2 separate regions of the Mus musculus genome follow, and region 1 is linked to region 2. Evidence: chromatin contacts called from public capture Hi-C data. All regions are on one chromosome and are shown on one strand. Each heading gives the region's core, a stretch centred on a gene start, on an enhancer-like site or on the middle of the called end of the contact. The rest is flanking DNA. Distances are from core to core; before and after follow the strand shown. Region 1 overlaps Stk24 (serine/threonine kinase 24). Region 2 overlaps Dzip1 (DAZ interacting protein 1).

Region 1 (2,700 bases), core at 189-2,688, 2.5 Mb after region 2:
AAGCAGGAAACCCCCATATTCAGGTTGCGGGAAAATACAGGGTGAGGTGTGGGTGTTTCCTGGGGGAAGGGAGTGCCCACTCCTCTCCTAGTCCTCACACCCAGTTCACACCATTTTCAACAGACTACTCAGGAACAGCATGGCCACGGCAGGAAAGGGGCTGGCAGAGCCAGCAGATAAGCAACACCAGGCCCTCCGCCAAGTCTCAGAGGCCCCCCGATATCACAGGCCTCCAGCAGGGCAGGCTACGCAGACTTTGCTGCAGAAAGGATGAGGACCCAGCTACAGCTGAAATGTCCCATGCAACGGGCCATACATTAAAGAAGGGGGAGGGGGCGGTCAGCAGTGTCTGGTGCCTCCTGCCTTTAATCCCAGCACCTGGTCTACACAGTGGTTCCAGGACAGCTAGAGCTACAAAACAGAGAAACCCAGCCTAAAAACACAACGAAACAACAAAAAGTCTAGCACTCTTAAACGATTTAAGCTGCTATCATCTTAGCTCTTCACACCAGTCATGTTCACATGGAGGGTGGGCTGATGACACTTTCTGCACAGGACTGCTGCCACAGCAGAGCTCCTTTCCAGTCACCTCGGGGAAGCAGAACGCCACATTCTATAGGCGCCTACGGAAGGCCACAGCTTACACAAGTGGGAGGGGCTTCTCACTCCTGTGCACAAGAAAACATTTGCTGAACAGTAGCACCCCACCCCAGAGGCAGGGATCAAACACAGTGAAGAAAAACTGCTGCGCGCTGTGTATGCACAAACAGGCCTCTGCTTCAGGCCTCTGGGGAAATGAAATGCCACCCAGCACACCTGCTACAGCCCTGACGGCCCAGGTCAACACGGAAACAGTTTACCTCCCCACCCCACCCCCCTCGAGGTAGATGTGCGCACTCCTCCCCTGCTAACATGCTGCCAGGAAACAGCGCGGTTTCACTTCTCTTTAAGTTCACCTTTCCCCAAAAACAGCAGATGAAGGCATTCAGGAGGACTTCACAGTCTTTCTCCGAATGAGGAAGCTAAGCTTTGCATCTACCCTTCTTAAAACAGCTCACTAACTCAACCATGTGCTGTGTGTGTGCCCTAGAGTTTGAAAGCAAACACACACACACACACACACAAGCAAACATACGCACTGTCCATTGTTAAAAGTGAAACTTCGAGAGCAGATGCTGATGACAGCGAGCCCATCATGCCACATAGAGAAAGGGACGCTGGCACACCTCATTCATCCCACTCCCACAGGCATCCTGTGTCCCAGCATCACCAAAAGGCCACAAGGCCAAGGAGCTGGTGCCATCAGTCAAGAGGGACAGCCACGGACTGCAGGCTGAGAAAAGGCCCAGGTGCAAACCCAGGACACCAAAGGCTCACGTATGGGAGTCTGAGTCGACCCAGCACAGAGACAGCTGAGAAACAGCCCAGAAGCTGGGGATTACCATAGGCCTTGACTTTCTGCTGGCATTTACCTCATAGTGGGAAGAACCAGAGAGCAGCTACCGTGAGAACCACAAGAAACGGTCTCCACACAGGTGCCCGGATAACCTAATAGGCCAGGCAATTTCCAAAAGATGTGTTCCTTTAAAAAGAATTTTCCCAGGGTCAAAAAGACATGGAACACACACTGCTGCCACCCCAAGGGTTCAGAAACCCCTATTACAAAACCACAAGCCCAAGTCTTACAACTTAAAGACCTCTTTGCCCCACGTCTACACCAGAGGGTCCAAAGTCAGTCTTCCCAAGTAAAAGTGCAAGCCAGGATTGCGGTGGTCTGGATTTGGCTAAGCCCTGGTCTCCCTGTGCTGTGAAGCCACCCAAGCTGCTTTCCCGGTGGGAGTGGGACTCCACAGCAAGGACTTGGTGGGGTTCAGGGTGTTGAATTCCCCAACACGGTGGCTCTCCACGTGTGGTCCTAGGGGCAGTGACACACCTGGGAGCTTCATAGAACTGCAATCCTACCTCCCACCTCTTCAATCAGAGGGCACAGAGAGTGGAGCCCAGCAGTAATGAAAGTCTTCTGCAGTCACTGCTCAAACAACACATTCTGAACAATACCTGACAGTTCAGGGAGCCAGCCCAAGAAGGGCCTAAAGGCAGTGGTTCTCAGCCTTCCTAAGGCTGCAATCCTTCAATACTGTTCCTCATACTGCAGTGACCACCCCCAACCATAAAGTTATTTATTACTACTTCCTAACTGTAATTTTGCTACTGCTATGAACTGTAATGTAAACATCTGTATTTTCCGATGGTCTTAGGCGATCCCTGTGAAACTCAGCAGACAGGAAGGAGATAAAGAGAGATCCACACCACAATCCCTAATACCAAGAAGTCAACTAACTATGAACAAGAGAACAAGCCTGAAGGCACACAAGACAACCTGCGGTCACATAACAGGCTTGAAACCAGCAGCAGAAGCCAAGCTCCTTGGTGCCCGTTGCATGGTTTACAAGGCTGGACACCCTTGGCAGTCTCCCCTCAGCAGCAGTCCCGTGCACAGTTCACAGAAACAAGCACTATGACCCAAACCGTACATCCTGCCCAGCCAGAAGACCGGGCCTCCAGCTCAGGGAACTGTTTCCCAAAAATAGCAAGGCTCACTTGGCATTCCCACGGCCCTGGGTCCCATCCCCAAAACTATAACAAAAGTATATACATACTTAAAAAGGAGCACCCTGGGAAATAGATGGCTGGAACGGT
Region 2 (2,700 bases), core at 97-2,596:
TCCACTCTGACCCTGTCATTGCTGTGACAGTGATCTGATCATGCTTCCGTCTGACGGGATAAAAGGGTCATGAGAGCAGACACTTATAGAGCTGAAACACGTTGGGGCCGGAGAGCGAGCTCAGTCGGTACAGTGCTTGCCAGTCAACCGCAGGGACTTGGATTGGATCCACGGAACTCACGTTTTCACCATGAGTTAGAGCACACTGCCTCCCCAGCACTGGGAGAGCAGGGATGAGAAGCCTACTTGGTGAGTACCAGGCCAACGAGAGACCATGTCTCTAAACACAAGGTGCACGGCTTCTCAGGAACAATACCAAGCCTGACTGTGACCGCCATGTGTGTGTGCAGAAATGGGCACCCACAGGGACACACACACACTAAAGAACCACACCCACCGATGTGTGAGGGCGAAACCCACCAACCTTCTTCCTTGAATTCCCGAGGGTTCACTGGGCCCCAGGCCCTCTGCACCTGGGTGCAGCTGGGGTCCCGCTTGGCCGGAGGCGGCTCCCTCTGCTCTATTTTACTCCCCAGAGACTTCTCTTCCTCTAAGGACGATATATCCCAGTCCTCGTCATCAGCATCTGTGCACTGAAAGAGACGCAGAGAAGAAGGTGAGCTTCCTAAAGGAACGGCGCCCCTCCTGGTTTAGGCTGAGCAGCTGATGCCAGAGGATGAGTTGGGAAGGACACAGGGTGCCCAAACAGAGGCAGCTTCTCTGAGCCATGATGAGGATTTGAAAACACATCCTGAAAGCTACAAATATCACTTTAAAAAAAATCAATTGTGAATTTAGAAAGTCCTAGACCACAAGGATTGTAGGGGGAGGTAACTCTGAAAGTCAGGGTGAGATAGGTCACCAAGGAGCCCTGCAGAGAGTGACTCCCCTGCCTCCGACTAGAAGAACCATGAAACACACTTCTACCAACCCCTTTCCAAAGAGTGACCTGCTGTCTTGACCGATGTCGTTTTCTTGGTTCGTGTTAGCACACAAACAAAGCAGTAACTAAAGAAGGAAGCGCAGCAGGGCCCTCGGCGTCCCGGGGATGAACAGAAGAGGGTGGGTCATCTACAGAATTGAGGAGAATGACTCGAATTGGAGGACACAGTCTACACGGGAGCTGACCAGGGCAGCAACAGCCGAGCTCCACTCAAGACACTCTGGGGGTTAGAAATGTCCCAGAACCCTCCATCCTTCTTCTCCAATGACTGACTCCCAGGTGGTGACAACCCTTAAAAGCCCCCATCTTCTTCCAGGTGTCAGAAGAATCCTTGAGCAACACGTGGAGGCTCCAGATTGTAGTTCCAAAACACCTAACATCTGCAGGCGTCAAACTACACGCATGACGGAGCTGTGGACCCACGTGCAGTGTGAGACACAGACAGCATGTCGTAGGCTACACAGTCCTCCCTGACATACATGGGCCACACGTGTTTCAAATTAGATAGGGTTTGGGGATTGGGAATATTTGCAGACATTTCATGGGCTATGAACATCCCTAATCTGAAAATCCCAAATCCAGTATTATCCAAACTCAGAAACTCTTTGTGGTTGCTTTGGGGTTTTTTTGTTTCTTTCTTTGTTTTCAAGATAGGGTTTCTCTGTGCAGCCCTGGCTGTACTGGAACTCTTCCTGTAGACCAGGCTGGCCGGGAACGCAGAGAGATCTGCCTGCGTCTGCCTCCCTGGTGCTGTGTGGGCCGCTCCACCAACCCTGGCAACTTTCTTGTGTGTGCTTCAGATTTGAACCTCTAGCTCCTGCAGGCTCAACTGAGCTACATCCAAGATCTCCAAGTCTGGGAACTGTTAGTGGACGCCAGTGTTTACAAAGTTTAGCACTTTGGGGCTCAAATTTCAGATCTCACATTGTTCAGTCCACACCTGCTGTCAGACAGCACAGACAGACTCCACAATTGTCTACCTACAGAACCGAACTGTGAAAAGAAAAAAAGAAAAAAGAAAAGGCAATCCTGAAACAAATGAAGGCGGAGCGTCTCCCTTTACCGCAGTGGCTTTTACTTTGCTACAGAATGCATTCACTAACTAGTCCCTCCAAGGACGAATCCATTCGGTAGCCAGCAGTCTCACCTTTAACTCTTGCAACGATTCCTTTTTGATAACCGTGTCAGCAGGGTTCATTCCCGGCACTGCTTTATTCCCACTTCCTTGGGGTAAAGCCATGGTCTCAACAGTGTCAGTCTGTATCGTAATGGAGGTTCCTAGAAGAGCAACAGATACCGTCAAGAAAGGCTTTGAACACTTGTATCTCTCCCCAGCCCCAAAGCTCTAAAGGAGTCTCAGCTTTACACACAACTATTTATTATTCAAATGGACTAACTGGTATATTTTGGGTTTGGGGAAAATATGGTTGGAGTGAAAAGGTTCAGGGACTAAAAGAGCTTGCAGATCCTGCAGATAACCTGGGGCAGTTCCTGCAGATAACCTGGGGCAGTTCCTGCAGATAACCTAGGGCAGTTCCTGCAGATAACCTGGGGCAGTTCCTGCAGATAACCTGGGGCAGTTCCTGCAGATAACCTGGGGCAGTTCCTGCAGATAACCTGGGGCAGTTCCTGCAGATAACCTGGGGCAGTTCCTGCAGATAACCTGGGGCAGTTCCTGCAGATAACCTGGGGCAGTTCCTGCAGATAACCTGGGGCAGTTCCTGCAGATAACCTGGGGCAGTTCCTGCAGATAACCT

The links. Capture Hi-C pulls out chosen DNA fragments and counts their contacts.
Region 1: a capture Hi-C map of embryonic stem cells shows a contact between it and region 2, with 3 times the contacts expected there. The contact joins two enhancer-like sites.

Annotation. Positions count from the first base shown.
Region 1 is chr14:121,365,418-121,368,117 of GRCm38.p6, forward strand. All of the region lies in intron 1 of Stk24 (serine/threonine kinase 24), which reads right to left. Among named protein-coding and RNA genes, the nearest start is that of Stk24, 12 kb to the right of the region's middle. Within about 2 kb of position 1,439, at least 145 of the 459 cell types and tissues checked have an H3K27ac peak or open chromatin away from gene starts, as enhancers often do. A contact at or near this core is called in embryonic stem cells, where this site is marked.
Region 2 is chr14:118,878,920-118,881,619 of GRCm38.p6, forward strand. Dzip1 (DAZ interacting protein 1) reads right to left here. Exons shown (of 22, transcript NM_025943.3): 20 at 2,091-2,221; 21 at 425-593. Among named protein-coding and RNA genes, the nearest start is that of Cldn10, 25 kb to the left of the region's middle. Within about 2 kb of position 1,347, at least 10 of the 459 cell types and tissues checked have an H3K27ac peak or open chromatin away from gene starts, as enhancers often do. A contact at or near this core is called in embryonic stem cells, where this site is marked.